3 separate regions of the Mus musculus genome follow, and regions 1 and 2 are each linked to region 3. The links are chromatin contacts, called in public Hi-C and HiChIP or PLAC-seq maps. All regions are on one chromosome and are shown on one strand. Each heading gives the region's core, a stretch centred on a gene start, on an enhancer-like site or on the middle of the called end of the contact. The rest is flanking DNA. Distances are from core to core; before and after follow the strand shown.

Region 1 (3,842 bases), core at 638-3,137, 480 kb before region 3:
CAGTATTAAGGAATTTTAAAATCATTTTCCAAATTCAAATGACTTTGAAAATGTGAAAGTATGTGGATTTTAAAACTACTTAAGATACAAACAGTAATGCAAAGCCAAAAAAAAAAAATACAAATTGTTATATGCATGCTTAACATTTCATTACTAGAAGAGTGACATGTGGTTGAAAGTGCCCTGAACTAACTACTGTCTAACACATGTGTTCTGGTTTGTTTATTTGTTTGTTTAATTTTAATCTTATGTGTATGAGTGTTTGCCTATGTGGATGCATGTGTATCACATGCCTGATGCCCACAGAGGCCAGAAGAGGATATTGAATCCCCAGGAACTGGAGTTACAGGAAATTGTGAGGTGCTATGTGGGTGTTGGCAATCAAAAGTTGGTTCAAGAGCCCTTAGCTGTTTAGTCATCTCAGACGCTTCAGAGTTATAACTTTGATTATTACCAAATTTGTAGGATTGAGACAGTGTCTATAACCCCTCAAGCAAGTCATTCTAGATCCTGGTGTCTTTAGTCTGCAACATCAAATTTTGGATTGAGTAATTTTAGGAATATTTAAATGACTACATTAGCTCATTGGAAAGTATCAAACTGATGCCTTTGCCTAATGTCAACAAAATGCCAAAGATTCTAATATGTTTTGTAAGGATGCATATATGCTGTGTCTATGTGTGTGTGTGTGTGTGAGAGAGAGAGAGAGAGAGAGAGAGAGAGAGAGAGAGAGAGAGAATGAGAATATAAGAACAAATCACAAATGTGGGTATGTTTCTATACATAATGAATATAGACTAAAATACAGCATAAATGGAGAAAGCTATCTCCACCCTGTGTTCACAACGTGCTTAATTTATCCTTAGCACATAAAGATGCCAGGTGTGATTAGTGTAAAATAAAACTCAGCAGTTTTTAGCAAGACAAGTGCCTCTCTAAACCACTCTCTGGGAAAAGGACTTAAGGGGGAGAAGGGGGAGGATAGAGACATACATTTTATTAGCTGTTCCCCCAACACCTCAGTCTATACCCTTCAGGAAATCTGTGTTAATTGAAGAGAAGTTGCTAAAATAATGTGCAGTTGGTGACATAGAAAGAGGCCAGCCTTTAAGGGATAGGAAGTCTCATCTCTAAGATGTTTTTCTCTATCCTATGTCAAAACCTACTCCTAGAAATAATGAGGGAGCAGAAGCCCGTTCTCCCCCTGAATTCTTTAGCAAAGCAGGGATAATGAGAGGACTTTTTAAGTGTCGTGGTGGGAGTGAGGCTAAGAATTTACTTTTCTAATAAAAGTCTTGTTGAAAAAGGCACAGAGTGCGGTAGATGAATTGCCACACATTAATTCTCCATATTAGAAAATAAAGAAAATCCTCTTTACCATTATCATTCAGCGCACAGGCACACTACCAAAGCTGACCAGGCAAGCGGATTTAGCAGAAAACACTATCATTATGTTCCAAAGTGGGCCACAAAGCACAAACCCCTCTCCCTCAAAAGCCTGTGAGAAAGATGGAGTGGAAACCTTCATCTAAGGAATAATTCTTTGCCACTTTTTCTCCCAGTGATATCACCAACCATTCAGAGGAGGGATAGAATCCATAATGGTCATCCCAATAGGTGTTGAATAGTGAAGGGTGGAGCCAGGAGGGGAGAAGGTGCTTCCCAGAAAAGGGTGGGAAGAGACCCTGAGGGCTACTGAGGAATAGACTCATGTGCAAATTGAGCTAGCTGACTGAGCTTCACTTGGGAGAATGGAGTAAGTGCAGAGGACCATTCATTGTCTTTTGCTCTCTTCTGGGATTAACTTGCTCTGTCTTGGGAAGAAAATTCTGACTAGAGACACTCCCTTGGGTGGGAACAGGAAGGGCTTCTCATGAGTAACCAAATGAGACAGTATTTCCTGAGTCCTCCCCTCTGAAGGTGGAGCTGCCACAGTGTCTAGACTAGTCAAGCAAGGCCTAAGGCTAATACTTTTGGTGAATCAGAGATTGCAAACAGATTCTCCTCCATGACTGGCATTTTAGAGGCCAGACAGGGAGTTGGAGACTCTAGATGAATTATAGATTCTCACCAGGAGGTCATCCATCCTGCTGATCCAAACCAGGAAAGATTAGAAAGAAGACTCTAACGCCGAGTTTTTTCTCCAGATTACACAGGGTGGCAGGAGAGAACCGACTTCCAAGAGTTGTCCTCTGAGCTCTACATGTCTGACATAAGACATAGACATACAGACTCAGACACACTCACATACACACACATACACACACACATATGAAGGCACACACACAAATGCAGGCACACACACACACATTACTACCACCACAGTATAACCACACATATACACACAAACATACACACACATGAACTAACACATATTGATACACATATTCACAAAGAAATTTATAATTTTTGAAGAAGAGGGTTCTTGCTACTATGTGTTGCCAAATGGTACTGTTTTACAGGGCCACATACTTCGTAACTCTGGGGGTACACTTCTTAGTGCTTCTATGATTATCTGTCTCTCTGTCATGACCATTTAAGAAAAATTTCCCCTTGTATTCTTGACTCTGTGAGTTTGGTAATGTTTGTTGATTTGCTGATATTTGGAGAGTGTAAGAAAGGGTAAAATGCAAATGGTGGGAGGGAAAGCTGGGTAGGAAGGAGGACCTGGTAGGCATGGTGAAACAGGGAGGGGCATGAGAATTGCTGCCCAGACTCTGACCCACTTTTACCCTTGGATACCTGTTCATGTTGGAAGCAACTATTTAAATAAACAAAGATCCCTTGGTGATAACTAGCTCAACATCTACATTACTTTACCTCCAGAGGAATAGTTTGAAATGAAGAAGGACAACATTTTTCAGTGGGTCTGAAGTGTGGCCTACACATCAGCCACGGGAACATTAGCTAGACATGCCAATCCACAGGTTGGACCCAAGCCTACCTAATCTGCCAACTGAGGGCAGGTAACAAACATCTCGGTGATTCAAAAATATGCCCAAGTCCCAAGGCAGCTTTGTTTAGGCAGACCAGGGAGAAAAAAGCCTAATAGGACAAATATATGAGATTTTTTTCAGAGTGGTTAGATAGGTTGCTTGCTGCTGAGGGTATAGGGTCTGGGCATAGAGATCATGAAAGAGTAGAAAGTAAGTAATTAGTGGGTTTTAAGTGTCTCTAAGGGAGGGTACAGAGCCAAATAAAGATAATCCTGGCTTGGACAAGACTGACTTGCCGGGACTTGTTTAGGAAATGCAAGCCTTGGTTTACCTGTTTATACTAAAGCAGGCTGTGCTGGCTGGGTTCTTTGTTCTCTTACCCATGTCTGAAGCAAACAGGACATGCAGATGAACTTCTAAAAAGGATGTGGGGGATGGGGTTCTGCATCCCTTCCTTTTATTTGTGTGTTTAAAAATCTAGATTTCTCTAGAAGATGCCTAACTGAGCCATGCCAAGAACCCTTACAATTAAAAGCCGACCATTTTCTCTTATTTGTAAGCAATCTTCCTCCATTTTTAATATCATGCATATGCAAACACATTTAAATCATATGAGCCTTTATAGCATCTGTGTGCTGGCAGAGTGGATACATAATGCCTAATATACATGTGTACTAGTAATCTGTGAAAATCAATGACTGTGTGCAACTCCAGCTTCTAAAATAGAATCTAAAGAGATCCAGTTAGTGCCAACACTACTTCATACAGTTCAGTTTAAACGGAACATGAGCTGTAGGTAAGAGTGCGTGTGAAAATATGATCAGAGAAAACTCAAAGGCAGAATCAATTAAAACTCTTGATTGGTGTTGGCAATGTCCTCCAGTAGAGGGATGGGTAAGCCCTGGC
Region 2 (3,971 bases), core at 208-2,707, 500 kb before region 3:
CACAGGAGCCTAACCAAGACTTTTGTGTCAAGTCCTTCATAGATAAAGAGATCCCACAATTTTATCTTTGAACAAGGATTTGGTTCCCAGGGAATGCCAAAATGCTGAAGTTTTAAGGTAAGAACTGGTGCTGAGCAGTCTGTCAGCAGTGGCCTTGCTAGGGTGGGCTTCATGCATCTTTTATCCCTCACATGATGCCAGCCTGAACTAATTTTGAGGCTTTCAGTTCATGTCCTGAGATTTGGATTTTTTTAAAATGAGAGCTTCCCATTCCTGACCAGTTCTCAGAGCCATCATACCATAAACCCAACGTGTATAATCAAGTGGGAACCTTCCTCTTTTATTTATTTACTTTCGCCTCTTCTGCTGTAGTGACCTTAGAGTCATGGAATGTAGGAGGCATCTGAGCTGTCTTAGTTGAATGCTGGGAGAGATAAAGACTATAATTAAGGGTCTGCCTAACAATGGAGCTGCAGGAACTAAAGGTCACACCCCATAAAGGTGGATAACCATAGGGAAACTCAGGTGAGCTGCCCTGCTCTGGGCTCTGGCCTAGACTAGATTATTCATTAACTTTAATGAAGGTCCTAAAGAGATGCCTAAGGGGGGAAGAAACTCATTTGAAGATAGTATTGCAGAAATTTCCTCATCTCTGCCTGAAATTAAGACCAAAGCTTTCTGCTTAACCTTTCTTTAAACAAGCAACAAGAAGAGCCCAGCTATTCAGACTGGGCCAGGTGCCATGTGTTCAGTGGCCCAAGAATACCTTAACAGCTGTTCCTATGCCAATTATGAAGTCTGTCTCCTATGAGGACAACTTCCTCAAGATAAAATCCAAAGGTTATCAAATGTCAGACTACAATCAGAGGCCACAGCATATGACCACTCCTAAATACCTTACTACAGTCTCTGGATGCTTAGTCCTGGCATTTCTTAGGTTAGAAAGAACCATAACCATTTATCCCTCTTAAAAAAAAAAACAAAAACAAAAAACAAAAAAACAAAAAACAAAACAAACAAACAAAAAACCAGGGGACAGCTAAGATTTAAAACTACACTCATTAAGTCACCGAAAGCTACTCCATCAGCTGTAAGCACTTGTTAATCCATCTTGCCAACAGCTTAGCCCTGACAAGTTTCCTTTGGAAGGTGAGCCTTTATAAGCAGCCCTGGGATGCAGTTCTCCGTGGATGGGACCCAAAAGCCTTGTCAAGTGGATGCACAGCTTCCTCTATACAACCTCCAGCTGGAATCCAAAAGGGCTGGTGGACGGACACCGGAGACACATGATCGCTTTACTAAAAATAATAGTTATTAGTCAAAGTGAGCTTCCTTCCTCCACGAAGCAGTAGTGAAAACATCTACAGGAAATTCAAAAAGGTTTCCTGGTGAAGAATGTAGCTGGAGGCAAAGTTCAGGACTGGTGTTTGCTTTGGCACGCAGAGGTGACAATGTGACTAAGTTGGCCAAATCGGAGAGACTCAATGTACAGTGTGATTGAGTGAAGGATCTTGTGTTAGCCAACACTGCTTGTGGAGTTTGAAATGGCAGTGCTGTGACTTCCAAGGAAACCCCTCCAAGAACGGAAATACCTTTGATTCATTGCTACCTTTATAAGAATGTGTCAATTCAAGTAATTTTACTAAATGTACATCAAAATGGCCAAGTACGGTACATTAGGGCATAATGCTGTCTCATTTGAAAGTTATATGCTAGCTCTCAGAGTCAATGGAAGGAGCTAATAAGCACAAATTGTCATCTGATGTTTCATTCTTATGCCGTTTTGATACAGATACAATCTGATTAAACCAGAAAGGGAGAAGGAAACAAGAAGTGGTGGGGACAAACACAAAACAGGTTTTCTTCTGCTCTGTTTATTCTCCTCAGAGTAGATGGCTTCAGCTCTGCCACCAAAAATAATTCCCCCAAATCTTGTATTTCCAGGAAGCTTTTTCTTCATTTATTAGCTTTCCCTTCACTTATTATTCTCAGATTGCAGCTATTTTTAAGCCCACAATGCCCTTCAACGTCTCTATAGTGTTCAATTTTCTTAATATATATCAGATCCAGGCTAGGTACTTACTATTATTTATTACATGTTACTTGACAACTTGCCCGCCCTTGCCCATCTAGCAGACTCTTTAATCTGGATGCAATGTCAACTGCTCTTTTACTCATTAAACCAAAGTAGCAGCTGGTTATAAGTCATCACACATGAGTGCATGTGTGTGCCCATATGTACACATACAAACACACACAGAGAGACAGAAAGACAGAGATATACACAGAGAGAAACAGAGACAGACAAAGTCAGAGAGAATGAGAAAGCGAGAGAGCAAGTGACAATGAAAAAGGAGCAGCCCCAGGGAAAAATTAAGAAAATTTAGATAATTCAGAATTTTCTTGGCTTTGCCCAGAAGTCAAAAAGAAATGGAATCTAAATATTGTGGACAACCCTACAAAATGTTGAAGCAGAAATTACTCTCACACCAAAATAATAATTATTAAATTAAAACAACCTCGTCAAGCCCTCTTCTCTGCACTGTCAATGGTGAATTCCCTGCTCCAACACTTCAAACCTAAAAGGCCCATTGTACCTTCCCCATTCTCAGCCTCCATTGCTATAACCCTAAGGAAATGACAATTAACTGTCTAATCAGCTGTAAAGCTAAGTGGAAATCATCTTCCCAGAAGGTGATAACAACATACTAGTCACTAAGTTATTAGAAGTCATTCACTACATATGTCAGATACCCTGTTCTCTACATTTTAAGACCTGTCTCCCTGATCAGAAAGTCATTGCTGCCACCAAACTGGACCATTCTCGTTATCTGTATTGAAGGATTTTTGTTTGGCAAAAGCCCAAATTTGTATATGCATGCATAAACGTCTGTGAGTATGTGATTGAGATTACAGTACAGCTTCTCCAAAGGACGGAATTTGGAGCTGATGCTAAAAATATAGAATGAACACCTGAAGTTCCCCAGGCTACAGGAGAAGAACGAGTATCCCAGCAATCCAAATCACATTTGAGAAAGTCAAAGGTGGGGAGCAGCAGTGATTTAATGTTTCCAAGAGTGAAGCTACTGCAGGAAGAAATAGAACAAGAGAGAGAGAGAGAGAGAGAGAGAGAGAGAGAGAGAGGCAAAGAGAGAGACAGAGAGACAGAGAGGGAGACAGAGAGACAGAGAGAGAAAGACAGAGACAGAGACAGAGACAGAGACAGAGATGAGACAGACAGAGAGACAGACAGAGAGACAGACAGAGAGACAGACAGAAAGACAGCCAGAGAGACCGAGAGAGAGAAAGAGAGACCTCCATCAGGACCTAGCCTGTGATGCCAGAGTTCTTTTGCTTCTTCTCCAGTCCTATGGGGATCTGAACTGCTGCTTCATGTACTTTATCAATGTGCAGGAAAGGTGGTGCAATTTGTCCTGTGGCTGCTGAAGACTGGAAGGTGCTAGCTGAACATGATCACAAGAGGAAAGCTCCGTGCAAAGGTGAGTCCTCTGTCTGATGGTTCCTTATTTGATGTGGGGCAAAGTGCCTTCCACTGCTCTAGTTTCCTCCTTTATAAAATGAGAATGATCACCGCCTCCATGGGTAGGAATGTTTTGAGAATGAAATATGGCACTGTTTACAAGAGCTCCAGGCATTTAGTAAGCATTAGCTAATATGCACAGCTGACGCGTTTCCTTACGAACAGGCTAATCCTGCAATGAAGGCTTATCACCCCTACCTTGCAGACTGTAGAGTGAGACTCAGGAGTCTAAGAATGTTATCAATGCCACACAGTTCATTTAGTGACAGGGACAAAAACCGAAACCCAATTTTTCTAGTTCCAAAGTTCATATTAATCTCTTTTATCAGCATGAATAGCTTCTCTGTGAAGAATTTCCAATGTGAGAACAAAGGCTACAAACTGCTCTGTAAGTTCCTCATTAAGCAAAATGACTCATGAACTAACTGAC
Region 3 (4,497 bases), core at 1,218-3,717:
GTACCTGCTGGGAAAGGTGAAGCTACATCTGGTTTCAAAAGCTGAACCAGAGACAAGACAGACAATTTTACACGCAGGACAAGTCCACAGCCCTCACAAGCCTCAAATCTAACTGCCAATTTTAATGACAAAGTTATTCTTCCTGCAGATGGGTCAGCAATGGATTAAAAAAAAAATCCCATTTTGTCACACCATGTGAAGACAACAGCAGGGCACTATCTTAAGAACGAATCATTTCTCGGGATTTTAGGCGTCCCAGAAATCAAGGTGGAATGGAGCTGGAAGCTTCTTACCTCAGTGATAAATGTGTTAGTTCCAAAAGTTTCATTCATGCTGTGGGGAAGAAAATTTATCAGTGGCCTCACCTAGCTGTGGACTATGTTTGTTACAATGTCAACTTGTCCGACAAGATATGTTCACCTGTGCAATATTGTCAACTGTATTGTGGTTAATCGACTGCTTTGCCATTGGGTTGTGGGCATTTTTATATGATTGGGAATACACATTTGGTACTATAAATCTTATTCAAAAGCCTATGACTGGTGAGGCTATGGATTAAAGAGGTGGACTCTTGTTTCGTTAATTAGGCATGATTTCAAATGACATTTTAAATATTTATGCTTATATTCATGGAGTAGTATAACTCTCAGCCCAAGCAAAAAAATCTCCCTTTGGAAGAGGATGGCATTTAAAGCAGAAACTCATACCTGGTCAATGTGATGAGACTCAGTGACTGTCCTGTGCTCAGCTCTGAATAGGACATCTCTACCATCCTTCTCCTCAAGGGCTGGGAAACATCATGAAGAGGGAGTCAAAAAATGTAGGACATGGTGATGGGGGGGGGGGGAGTTGGGGGTTTGCCAAAATGCTGCCATCTAGGGATGACAGGCAATTACAATGAATACTTGCACTAAATTGGACCATTTAATGTTCCATTGTGCACAGAACAAGTATTCATGGGGCCTTGTCCTTTCCTGACTGCTAATGGTTGCTATAGGATCATGGTTTTCAACAATGTAGCCATTAGAGACCGAATTAGGAGAAGGAGGGATTCAGTTGAAAAGAGGACAAGAGAAGTTAATAGAAGGTGAGTATAATCACAGTAATAATATATGTATGAAAACATCAAAAAGGTTTTGAAATTATATCTCACCCCTGCCAAATGGCTACCATCAAAACACATATGACGATAAATCCTGGTGAAGATGGAGGGTAAGGGAAACCCTTATTTACTGTTGATATGACTGTACACTTGTTCAGTCACTGTGGAAATCGGTATGGAGACTTCTCAAAAATTGAAACCATAAATGACATATGATCCAGGTATACCACCCCTGAGGCTAAATCACAAAATACTTAAATCAACATAGCACAGAGATAGCTGTAAATCCATGCTAATTCTCCACTCCTCAGAACAGGCAGGAACTAGAACTAGACAAAGTGTCTAGCAGTGGCTGAGTAGATACAGAGAAGATGGTATGTAAACAGAAAGTCATTTTATTAAGCTGTAAAGAAAAATGAAATCACATTTTCAGAAAAATGGATGCAACTGGAAGTCATCATGCTAACCAAAATAAGATAAATTCAGAAAGATGAATACTTCTTAGATTTTAAATGATGTATTTATATGTACTTATATGAGTATGTGAGTCACAGAAATAAGAAGATATCATGAGAGAAGTAGAAAATAAGGCAATTAAAAACATGTGATAAGCAAGCAGAGAACGGGATTAACTAAGGAAACAAAAAAGAGGAGGGGCATGGAGGAAAACAGGCGGGGAATGAATGTAGATAAAGTATAATGATGCACACATTATGTATATGTGCGTGTCATATATAAATATATATATATGTATGTATGTATATAAACATGCACATTTGTGTGAACCTAGAAAATTAATATAATAAATAAAGATTTTTTTAATTTGGTGAAATAATGTTGGGATCAAATTAGCAAATTAACTGAGGCCATCTAAATTTAAAATAGGGTCCAAACACTTCCATTCCTTCAGATTCATCAGAGCCCTTGAGAAGCACTGTGATAGCAGAAATATGTTCGACTTCTTCAAAAGATGAGAGGCAGTGCCTGTCTAATTAAGAACCCATACTCTGAATTTCTGGGAATCTGGCTCAAATATTGGTTTCAATACTAAACATTAGCTTTCTTAGCTTTTCTGTATCTTAATTTCCTAACCTATGAAGTATTTTTCTTTTAGCATAAATTAAGTACACAGAGTAAATTGTGATAGCAGTCCTACCTTACAAGTTTATTAAAACTAAGGATACAGTGAATTGCAGAAACCTTTAGTACTGTGTGATTCCATTAACTACTAGAAAAGAAGGGAATCAACAAATCAGAAGTCCATGTATGAAGAGTGAAAGACAGAAAGGACGGCAATACAGAGTGTGACAAGACCTCAGGGTTAGTCATCAGCAAGGGAGTGGCTGCTTCTTCCTGGCCACTCAGATGACTCACTCCCTGGGGCCACGTCAGAAGTGGGTATGACTGCATTCCAGGCCGTGGCTTATGAGTGAGCCGGTGATCACAGGTATCTCATAAAGTACATAAATCGTCAGCCCTCTATATTCTTTTCCATCTCCCCTGGAAATATATGGAACAGTGAGCTTGCAAAGTAGGGAGTCATTTACAACTCCAGGGGCAAGGACTTCCATTCTGACTTCCTGTGATTTGGAGGAATTTAAATTCTGGTAAATTAATTGATTTATGAATACCAACCTTTAGAGCAACTACTGGCAGCTTACATGAAATATAATTCTGGTTCTAGAATTTTCCTTATGATGATGTTTAGCTGAAATGAAACATACAGTTAAAAAAGGGGGGGGGGAGAAAATTTAGGGTCTCCCCTGCCTTTTATCCCTAAGCCACAGATAAAACTAATCTAGGCCAGAGGAAAAAGAGCTACATTGCATCACATGACACATAAGGGGCATCGAGTTCTGAAGGACTCAGGGAAACATGTGAACAATCTGGAGAGAGAAAGTCAACAGCCTTATAATGGAAACTATCATCATTACTTCAGCCTCACTATAAAGACCTATACACATCAGTGCTTTGTACAACACCATCTGAAAATGCTCACAGGAAAGTGTGTTCAGAAATTGCCTCACCATCTATTCAATAAATATTTAATGAGTGCTCACTTTAGGCAGACACTTCTCTTGAGGCTGAATATATGTTAAACAATCATGAAATCTCTCTTCTAGCTTACATCAAACTCTGGTAGTCAGAGAGGAAACAGGTGTAGCTGGGATAAGAAAGGTAAGTGGGCTATGTCAGGGTCCTGCAAATACAGAAGTGGATGCCCACAGTCATCTATTGGATGGATCACAGGGCCCCTAATGAAGGAGCTAGAGAAAGTACCCAAGGAACTAAAGGAGTCTGCAACCCTATAGGAGGATCAATGATATGAACTAACCAGTACCCCCCAGAGCTGTGTCTCTAGTTGCATATGTAGCAGAGGATGGCCTAGTTGGCCATCAATGGGAGGAGAGGCCCTTGGTATTGCGAAGATCATATGTCCCAATTGAGGGAAATGCCAGGGCCAGGAAGCAGGAGTGGGTGGGTTGGGGAGTAAGGCAGGGGGGGAGTGTATAGGGGGCTTTGGGGATAGCATTTGAAATGTAAATGAAGAAAATATCTAATAAAAAATAGTTTACAGTGAAAAAAAAAGAAAAGAAAGAAAGGGAAGTGGGAAGATGAGATTGAGAAAGTCAAGAGTGGTCAGTTTACCCAGGCCCCTAAAGGATGTTTCTAAACTGAGGGATGGTTGAAGCAGGGAAATGACTTGAGCTAGCATACATTTCCTCAAGTTCACATTGCTACAAAGTATAAGTAGGCAAATGCCTAGTAAAGTGAGAGAGAAGATTGTCTCAGAAGCCCAGGAGAAAGATGCAGTGGTCTGAACAGTGATGTTGAGGTGATAGTATGTGAAAATTCTTTCCAAAAATCACATTATGATGCTTTCATTCTATGTCAGCCTGTTCCAGGACCATAGTCCAGTAAGATTATAATGGTGCTAGAAATTGCCCACTCTACTGTCTATGTTTAGATACACTTACACGTTATAGTTAGTGCTGTGTTACAATCACATGTAATAATCACATACCATCTTGCTATACATGTTTGTATCCTTAGAGCACCAGTATATACTATATAACCCACGTGTATAGTGGGCTAGAAGTACCATCTATGATCTTTTCACAAGAAAGAGAATACCTAATGGTGTATTTCCCACAATGTATCCCATATTTAGGGTGTTTATGTACATGTGGTTTTGTAAATATACATAGACACATGGCAAAACTGATAAAGTTTTATTGTAACCTGCATTAAAAAATGTTAGAGAATGATATAAATCGGGTCAGAAATACCCAAATGGTTCTACTAAACTTCTGATGACAATGACCACAGAAACTAATTGAGGCATTTAGAGTTGAGCACTCAGGCTAAATATATAAATTAAGAAAAGAAACATC

Evidence for each region. Hi-C and Micro-C count contacts between places; a contact is called where the count stands out from the background. HiChIP or PLAC-seq counts read pairs in DNA pulled down with a chosen protein or histone mark.
Region 1: a Hi-C map of epidermal suprabasal cells shows a contact between it and region 3, with 2.0 times the contacts expected there. The contact joins two enhancer-like sites. A contact is called at or near these places in 1 of 484 Hi-C or Micro-C datasets (epidermal suprabasal cells) and 1 of 115 datasets of contacts at active chromatin or transcription factors (pancreatic cancer cells).
Region 2: a contact with region 3 is called in a FOXA1 HiChIP or PLAC-seq map of pancreatic cancer cells. The contact joins two enhancer-like sites. A contact is called at or near these places in 2 of 484 Hi-C or Micro-C datasets (liver and pancreatic cancer cells) and 1 of 115 datasets of contacts at active chromatin or transcription factors (pancreatic cancer cells).

Annotation. Positions count from the first base shown.
Region 1 is chr2:141,264,821-141,268,662 of GRCm38.p6, reverse strand. All of the region lies in intron 5 of Macrod2 (mono-ADP ribosylhydrolase 2), which reads right to left. Among named protein-coding and RNA genes, the nearest start is that of Gm25583, 370 kb to the left of the region's middle. Within about 2 kb of position 1,887, at least 20 of the 459 cell types and tissues checked have an H3K27ac peak or open chromatin away from gene starts, as enhancers often do. A contact at or near this core is called in epidermal suprabasal cells and pancreatic cancer cells, where this site is marked.
Region 2 is chr2:141,286,052-141,290,022 of GRCm38.p6, reverse strand. All of the region lies in intron 5 of Macrod2 (mono-ADP ribosylhydrolase 2), which reads right to left. Among named protein-coding and RNA genes, the nearest start is that of Gm25583, 350 kb to the left of the region's middle. Within about 2 kb of position 1,457, at least 42 of the 459 cell types and tissues checked have an H3K27ac peak or open chromatin away from gene starts, as enhancers often do. A contact at or near this core is called in pancreatic cancer cells, where this site is marked.
Region 3 is chr2:140,788,536-140,793,032 of GRCm38.p6, reverse strand. The region is part of intron 3 of Macrod2 (mono-ADP ribosylhydrolase 2); the gene reads right to left. Among named protein-coding and RNA genes, the nearest start is that of Flrt3, 120 kb to the right of the region's middle. Within about 2 kb of position 2,467, at least 81 of the 459 cell types and tissues checked have an H3K27ac peak or open chromatin away from gene starts, as enhancers often do. A contact at or near this core is called in epidermal suprabasal cells and pancreatic cancer cells, where this site is marked.